Regions from separate parts of the Sus scrofa genome. Here region 1 is linked to region 2. A link is a contact called in public Hi-C data. All regions are on one chromosome and are shown on one strand. Each heading gives the region's core, a stretch centred on a gene start, on an enhancer-like site or on the middle of the called end of the contact. The rest is flanking DNA. Distances are from core to core; before and after follow the strand shown. Region 1 holds the start of NFYB (nuclear transcription factor Y subunit beta). Region 2 holds the start of EID3 (EP300-interacting inhibitor of differentiation 3).

What was found. Hi-C and Micro-C count contacts between places; a contact is called where the count stands out from the background.
Region 1: a contact with region 2 is called in a Hi-C map of skeletal muscle, with 5 times the contacts expected there. The contact joins the promoter of NFYB here to the promoter of EID3 in region 2. A contact is called at or near these places in 1 of 5 promoter capture datasets (liver), 8 of 47 Hi-C or Micro-C datasets (embryonic fibroblasts, fetal heart ventricle, heart right ventricle and 3 more) and 1 of 2 datasets of contacts at active chromatin or transcription factors (alveolar macrophages).

What each region holds. Positions count from the first base shown.
Region 1 is chr5:80,332,527-80,335,828 of Sscrofa11.1, forward strand. NFYB (nuclear transcription factor Y subunit beta) reads left to right here and starts at 1,987. Exons shown (of 8, transcript NM_001144930.1): 1 at 1,987-2,523.
Region 2 is chr5:80,233,095-80,236,774 of Sscrofa11.1, forward strand. EID3 (EP300-interacting inhibitor of differentiation 3) reads right to left here and starts at 1,473. Exons shown (of 1, transcript XM_021092633.1): 1 at 1-1,473.

The DNA.
Region 1 (3,302 bases), core at 737-3,236, 100 kb after region 2:
ACGATCGAAATTCATGTGATAAAAAGATCTTAATGGGCCAACTTTTTTAGGGCTTTCTATGTGCATTTACTTTAAATGACTTCCAAACCATCCTAAGAAGGAGTTAGGAAGTCCCCATTATAAAGGTAAGGAAACGATCAGAGAGGTGAATTTGGCCAGGGCCACTGAAGCCAGTAAGTGGGGGAGCTGGAATTCAAATCAGGTTGTCTGATCCCATTGTGGCATTGCTATTTATTTCTCTTGGAATATCTGGAGGCTTTCATTGGTCTTTGCTTCCTTATTTGCTCGGGAAATGTGAAAATATGCGGAGAAACAGTAGGAGCTTTATAAATAAAACATGGCTATATATTTTTAAAAGATTAAAGCTGGAAAGTTTAATGTGGCACCGGGCCACTTGTTTAGTGGAAGTAAAGGGAACGATTCCCGGCTCTGGTTGCAAAAATCCTGCCCCCTTTGTAGTGTGTGGTGTCTGGCTCACCGCCCATCTGTGAGAGTCACAGCCGAGGGAAGTCCTACACAGACGCAGTCAGGGAAAGACAGGCAGAGAGCCTGGTTGCGCGGAGGCAAGAAGGGGCCATGGATTCTGGCAGCTCAAATATCATCTGGTTGGGAAAAGCCACATGGCATGTCGCAAATACTGTGCGGGTGGGGCATATGCAACATTTTAAGCTGGGGTGAAGGCTGGCTGGACTGAGCAGGTTGTTAAACCTAAAGCAGAGGATTGTATCTTTAGGTGAAATCTGAAAAAACGAACGGGGAGCTCGGTGACCGAGAGGGAGCGTTGTGCATGTGGCAAACTTAACAGGGGCACAAGGCGAACAGCTGGCGCTGAAAGCATACCAGGAGGTAATCGCCGTTCAGATCCACCCTGTAGCTCGAGTGTCGCCTGGCCGGCAGCTTTTGCCCTTGGTTTCCCCTTCTTAAAACTCGAGGCGCAGGCAGGCTGCACTTTGGCGGGTGAGACACTTCCACGTGCGCCAGGGGAGGGGATGGAAAAGAGAGGGAGAGCTGAGAAATCATGCGCAAGACGTGGGGAAAATACCGCGGAAAGCCCGCACTGACCTTAGCACCGAGCCCCAGCCCTAGTCCCTGCCGAGGAAAAAGCCACCCGCGGGCTCCGCTCGCGCCGCAGGACCGACTCGCGGCGGCCTGCAGCGGGCTCTGCGGGCTGCTCAGCGCACGGGGCGGGGCTGGGGGCGGGGCCGTGCCGGGGCGGGGCCGCGCCGGGCGGGCGCGCGGGAGCTGCGGAGGGAGGGTGTCGCGCCGAGGGAAGCGGCCCGCGGCGGAGGGAGGGAAGGCCGAGTCCTGGAAGCGGAGCTCCGCGCTGGGACTGGTTCCTTCGCAGCCATTTTCTGTCCAACCAAACAGCCGATTGGAGACGGGAGCCAACCAGGGCTGCATTGGAGGTTTGTGTCTCGCTTCGGCCAATGATCGCTCCTAAACCGACTCCACTTTAGCTCGAATGAAATGTCCGTCTCCTCCCGGCGCCGTCCCCGCCGCCAACGCCGCCGCGGCCGGGGGCACTTGGCTCACTCCCGCCTGCCCGCCCTCCCGCCCGGGCCGGGGCCGGGGCCGGGCCGGCGCCTGCGAGGCCTCCCCCGCTGCGGGCCCGGCTGGGAAGCGGGCGCTGGGCCGCGGCGCGGCTCTTTGTGCGCCCGGCCGAGGAGCGGCGGGACGCGGGCCAGGCCGCCTCCTGCTCGCCGCCGCCGACCTCCGGGCCCGAGGCCGAGGAGGGGGCGCCGGGGCACCGTCGGGCCCCGCTCTCGGTGGCGTCCGGGCCGGCTCCATTTTGTGTGGCGAGCCGGCTGGGGGCGGGAGGATGCAGCCTGGACCCCCGGCCCCGATCCTCCTCCTCCGCCGCGCGGGGGCTCCCGGGGAGCGCCCCTCTTCCGCCCGCCACTCCGCGGGGGCATGGCAGGGCCGGGCCGCTTTGTCTGCCCCGGCACCCCGGGCGCCGCGCGGCGGGCGGGCGTTAGGCGCGGGCCCCGGGCCTGAGCCGGCCGAGTAGGGGGGATGCCTGCCCGGGGTGTCCGCGCCGCCCAGGCGGGACCGACAGGTCGGCCGGGCGGACGGTGGGACCCGGGCCAGCCCGCGCACCTTCGTGGGGAGGAAGCGAGGTCCCCGGGAGGAAGGAGTGGATTTGGTTTCCCCGCAGTCTGGTTTACGCGTATAGAATGCAGCCATCTGGCGGCTTGCGGTCCCTGGACTTGCCCCGAAGGTGGGAAGGAAGCCTTCCGGATTGGACTAAGGTTTTAATCTTCGGTGGGAGGCGGGGAGGATATACCGGGCCTCAGGAGTAGTCTTGGAGAACAAAGAATTAGAAGAGCACCTACAAGACGAAATCTCGCCCAGAGTACTCTAAAAGATGGTTTAAGCAAGGTTAAGTAGCATATGACCTTTTAAAAAATAGCATCCCAGCCTGCATGGACTGCACGGTTCCGTGCCACGAGTCACTGGGGTGGTTTCGGCTCTCTTGTATGGAGACAAGTCAGAAATACAAAGTGATGAGGTGAACTGATCAATGTAAGTGGCATTAACAAATAGGGGGTTTTATTAGTAAAGTTTAACCAAAATTCCTTAAGAGGCAATTATTCCGTTCTCACTCTGCTCCCGTAGTTCAATTTAAGGCTTATATTGGTGCAAAACTCTGGTTGTTGATGCCAAAGAATGGAGGGTGGAGGAAGGGTCTGCTGCTTTTCTTGGATACAGATTTCTTTAAACATTAAACATATGTATGCATTGCCTTGAGCTTTCACATATATCATAACCTGCCTGTAAGAAAATATATACCATGTGAGGTGATAGTGTTTCTCTTTAATATATTGAATCTAAACATATACTGACTCAACTATTTGGGTGAGTGATTGTGGTGAGGTGTGGCACCACCCCAACCCCCAGCAAAAATACATAAATATAGACAGCTCCTGTATTTTAAGTGTTCTGAGGATCTCTCTCCTCCCCCCACGGCACCTTTAAAAAATGACACTTCTAGCTACGAGGAAGGAATTTTCTGGGCAGCTTTGGGGTTAGAGTGAAGATGATATTTGGAAAGAAATTAGAAATTGCTTTTGGGATTACAGAACAGTAGACAATGTCAGCCAGTCTTTGCTGCATGGACCCTTGTAGTAGCATTTGAAAATTCAATTTGGTGGTTAGAGTTTTTTCTGTTTGCTAGATTTCATGCTTGAATGCATATCAGTATTTTGTCTTCTTTTAAAAATTAGCACAGAAAGGATATGTCTTTGTCTCCCCCCCCTTTTTTTCCCTTGAAAAAAGGGGAAGAGCAAATGAGAATGGAAATT
Region 2 (3,680 bases), core at 223-2,722:
TCACGAACAGTTTCAAAGCAGTAAGCCTCATTACCTTGTGTCTTCTTTCATTTCTTAGTACTCATTAAAATCCAAAAATAAATCAAATGATACAGAGAGTGATAAGTGTGCTTAAAAGAGATGTGATAAATAACTTTTTAAAATTTTAATTATAACTTGGTGGTATGCTTTAATCTTGACATTGCACTTCACTAAATGTCTGAAATTAACTATGATAATATAGAAATGAAAACATCAGATCTCATCAGTTAAGTGGATGTAAAGCTTATATATAAAGTGATCCTTTTTACTCCCACTGGTGTTAAAATCATGACCATCTGTTTATGACACAGGTGGAGAAAAGAGATCAGACAGGAAGGAATATTGATAGAACTTTGTCTCATTTTACTTGCAAACTAAAGGTCTGAGTAATACAACATATTTTACATCAAGCTAAAAGTCTTTTTAGCTCCTTTAAGTATTTTCCATTAATGTGCTATTTGTCTTCCAAGTCTCTCTTCATTTCCTATACCCATTCTTCAAAAAGGTAAGATTCTTTTAGAGGAACGAAAACATGGTAAATAAAAATGCAAGTTAACTGTTACCTGCTTCCTGAATGTGCACCCATCTAAATACACCTTTTACATTTAACTGAGGCCTCAGGCTTAATTCTAAGAAGGCAATGTTCCAGTATGACTTCCATTTCTTAAAAATTACTTCAATACAAAAAGACAATTAAAGCAGATGTATCACAGTGATGGGATGAGGCTTTCTAACTTGGTCACCAACCACACCAGAGGTGGACTATCACCAGGCTGCAAATCCCGCTAACGTGCACCCAGCCTCTCAGCCTTTCTCCCGTCTGGTGGGCCATGACCTCGTGCGTGGGCCCAGGGAGGACTGCCACTACCACCCTCGCCACCAGCCGAAGCAAAGATTTCTTCTTCGCCTATGCTTCTACCCAGCTGTTAACTCAAGGCTAGAAAAGCAACCCCTGAAGGGTAAGGAACTCGCTCTAAGGGCTTGCTGGTCGCTCTCCCCTGAGCCTGGGGTTTCCAGGTTTCCCTCCCTGAAAATTACAGAGGAAGATGAGAGGGACGGACAGAGATAAGCATTTCCTGATCCACCCTTCGCAGTACTTCTCTAAACACTCACATTCGGCAGGTACACGGCTGCTAAAAATTTTTAAGTTATTTATAGAGTTACTAGGAGAGAAAGAACAAGGCAAGGAGGAAAAAAAGGACGTTTAAAAACCTATTTTCAAAGCTGAAAATAGGTCCATCCGCTCGTCCAAGCTTCCCGTTCTGAAAAGTATGTCTCATCAACATCGATGAACACGTGAGCTGGCCCCGCGCGTCCTTCTCATTTCTAAGGATGTGCTCGGTGGGAGGTCCGCTCCCGGTCACCCGGGCTTGGAGAGGAGGGCTGAGACCACCACCGGCCCCAAGAGCCGGTTCCCCGTTCAGGCGCATTACAGAGACGTAAAGCTCGCCCACCTACCTTCAGGGTTTGACCATGGCCGCCTATCTTTCGCCGCTTCACAAACACAACGGGCACGTCGGTTTCCGAGGTCAGTTCGGAGAGCGCTCTCTCGAGGCCCCGCCCGTCCTCTGTGGCACAAAAGCAGAGCGAAGCCGGTCAGTCTTTCCGCCCCGGGCGGCGGCGGGAAGTGCGCGGCGGGGGCGGGGCTTCCGCGTCCCCAACTGCACTCCCCCCCCCCCACCGCGCGACCGCCCCTCCGTCCCGGGCCCCGCCTGACCTTGACCGAGGCCGGCCAAGGGTCGGGTCCCGGGCGGGAGGACCGGGACGGCCTCGCGGCCAGCCGCAAACGCCAGGCAGACCCCAGGAAAGGGCAAGTCTCGCTAAAATAGACGTCACACGTCCCCAGTGGGTCCCGAATTCAGAAACGCCTCAAAAGGAAGCTTAGGGCACAGTTATCTCAACTTTTCAAAAAACACCTTCCAACTCAATCTGCCTTTGAACTCTGCATCTATACAGAGTGCCAAAAACCAACTTCCAATGTTTCTTTGAAGTTTGAAAACATGGGGTAAAATGAAGCCCACGCTGCCCACTTACGGGTGCTTTAAGAACCTTGAAATAATACAGCAACACCCTACCTGACAGGCTGGGTGAAACCGGTCCAAATTTACAAACGAGTGAACTCAGGTAGAGAATGAGTCAGTCAGTGAGAATTAAAAATAGACTCCATTGATACTGACATGAGGTCCATTCATGAGACAAAAACCACACCTGCACCCCAAAGTACAGTTGTTTGATGATAAAAACGCTTCTGTAATGCGTTGCATAGATTAACACTTAATCTAACTACCCTTTCGAAGTCGCTCCTATCAGGTCCATTTCACAGATAAGAAAACTGAGGCACCAAAAACCCCCTATCTTGCCCAAATTCAAGCAACCAGAGTTAGTTAACAGCAGAGCCAGGAGTCAAACCAGGCAGTGTGGTGAAGCCTTTAACGCTTAGCGGGTACTGCCTGATACAGGGAGATAAGCACGGGTTCCTCTTAGTTGTCTCGTTTGCCGGCCTGGGGAAAGTCACGGGAGTCTGAGCCTTAGTCTCCCCGCTTGCACACACAGAAAGCATGATCTGCCAACCTCTCACGATTTCTGAAGATTCAATGGTGTGAAAATTCCTTGAGGCTTGCTTAAACTCTCTTAATGTTGAGAAGGGTCTGTCAATCTATTCATCACCTTATTACCTGCATTTCAACACCCGTGCACTAAGAAATGATACAAAAGTCCATTTCCTCCGATATTCTGCCCACTGCCTCTACGGAGACGAGCTAGAGGAAGGAAACCTCCGGCCGACAGGGGGCCGGCCTCACCTCCACGCACGCTAAGCTTTCACCCACCCGGCGAAACAATGAATGCGGCCAAGACGCTCACCCGCCTCAATAAAGCCTCACCCCTACTCAGACCCGCCCTCAAACATCTCTCCTCGCTCCGCATTCGCAACGCACCGGCAGGCGGATGCTCTCGGCCCGGGGTTCTCGCAGCGGGAGGCCCGGGGCTTCCTCCGTTTTTGGTGAGCCCGAAGCTTACAGGAACGCGAGCTGTTGGGCAGCAGGCGCCTCTCTGACGCGCCCCACCACCTCGCGATCCGATGCAATGCGGGACCGGAGACGACTGAAGGGAAAGGGAGGCCGGTTCCCAGAGGCTCGGAGAAGCCACGCCCTCCCCTGAATGGGCGGGCAAACCGCCAGAGTCAGAATGACAAAGCAAAAATCCACTCCTCGTGCAGCCCTGGCGCCTGGCTGATGGGCTTAGCAAAGTGGGATCTCCTAATTGGGTGACAGCACGTCCACTTCCCGCTCACAGCGCCCCCAACCCAGGAAAGGAGCAAATGCAATTTAAGGAATGTTTGGAACCAGAACCAAAAGAACGTGTCTTAACTGAGCAAAACCGGACTATGCCCTCGGGCAGTGACTCCTGAACTTTGCTACCGGTTGTAATCATGCGAGGTCTTTAAAAATACTGACGCCTGGCTCCCACCCCCGGACGTTCTGATGTAATTGGTATTGGGTGCGACCTGAGCATCTGAGTTTTTAAAAATTCCCTGGATGATTCCAGTGAGCAGTAGTTTGGGAGCCACTGCCCTAAGGTAATGGATTAGTCAGTCTGGCGATTCTGTAAAGGAAGTGATCAGGCTTTTAAAGGAAACATCTAGTCCATCCTGACTAATA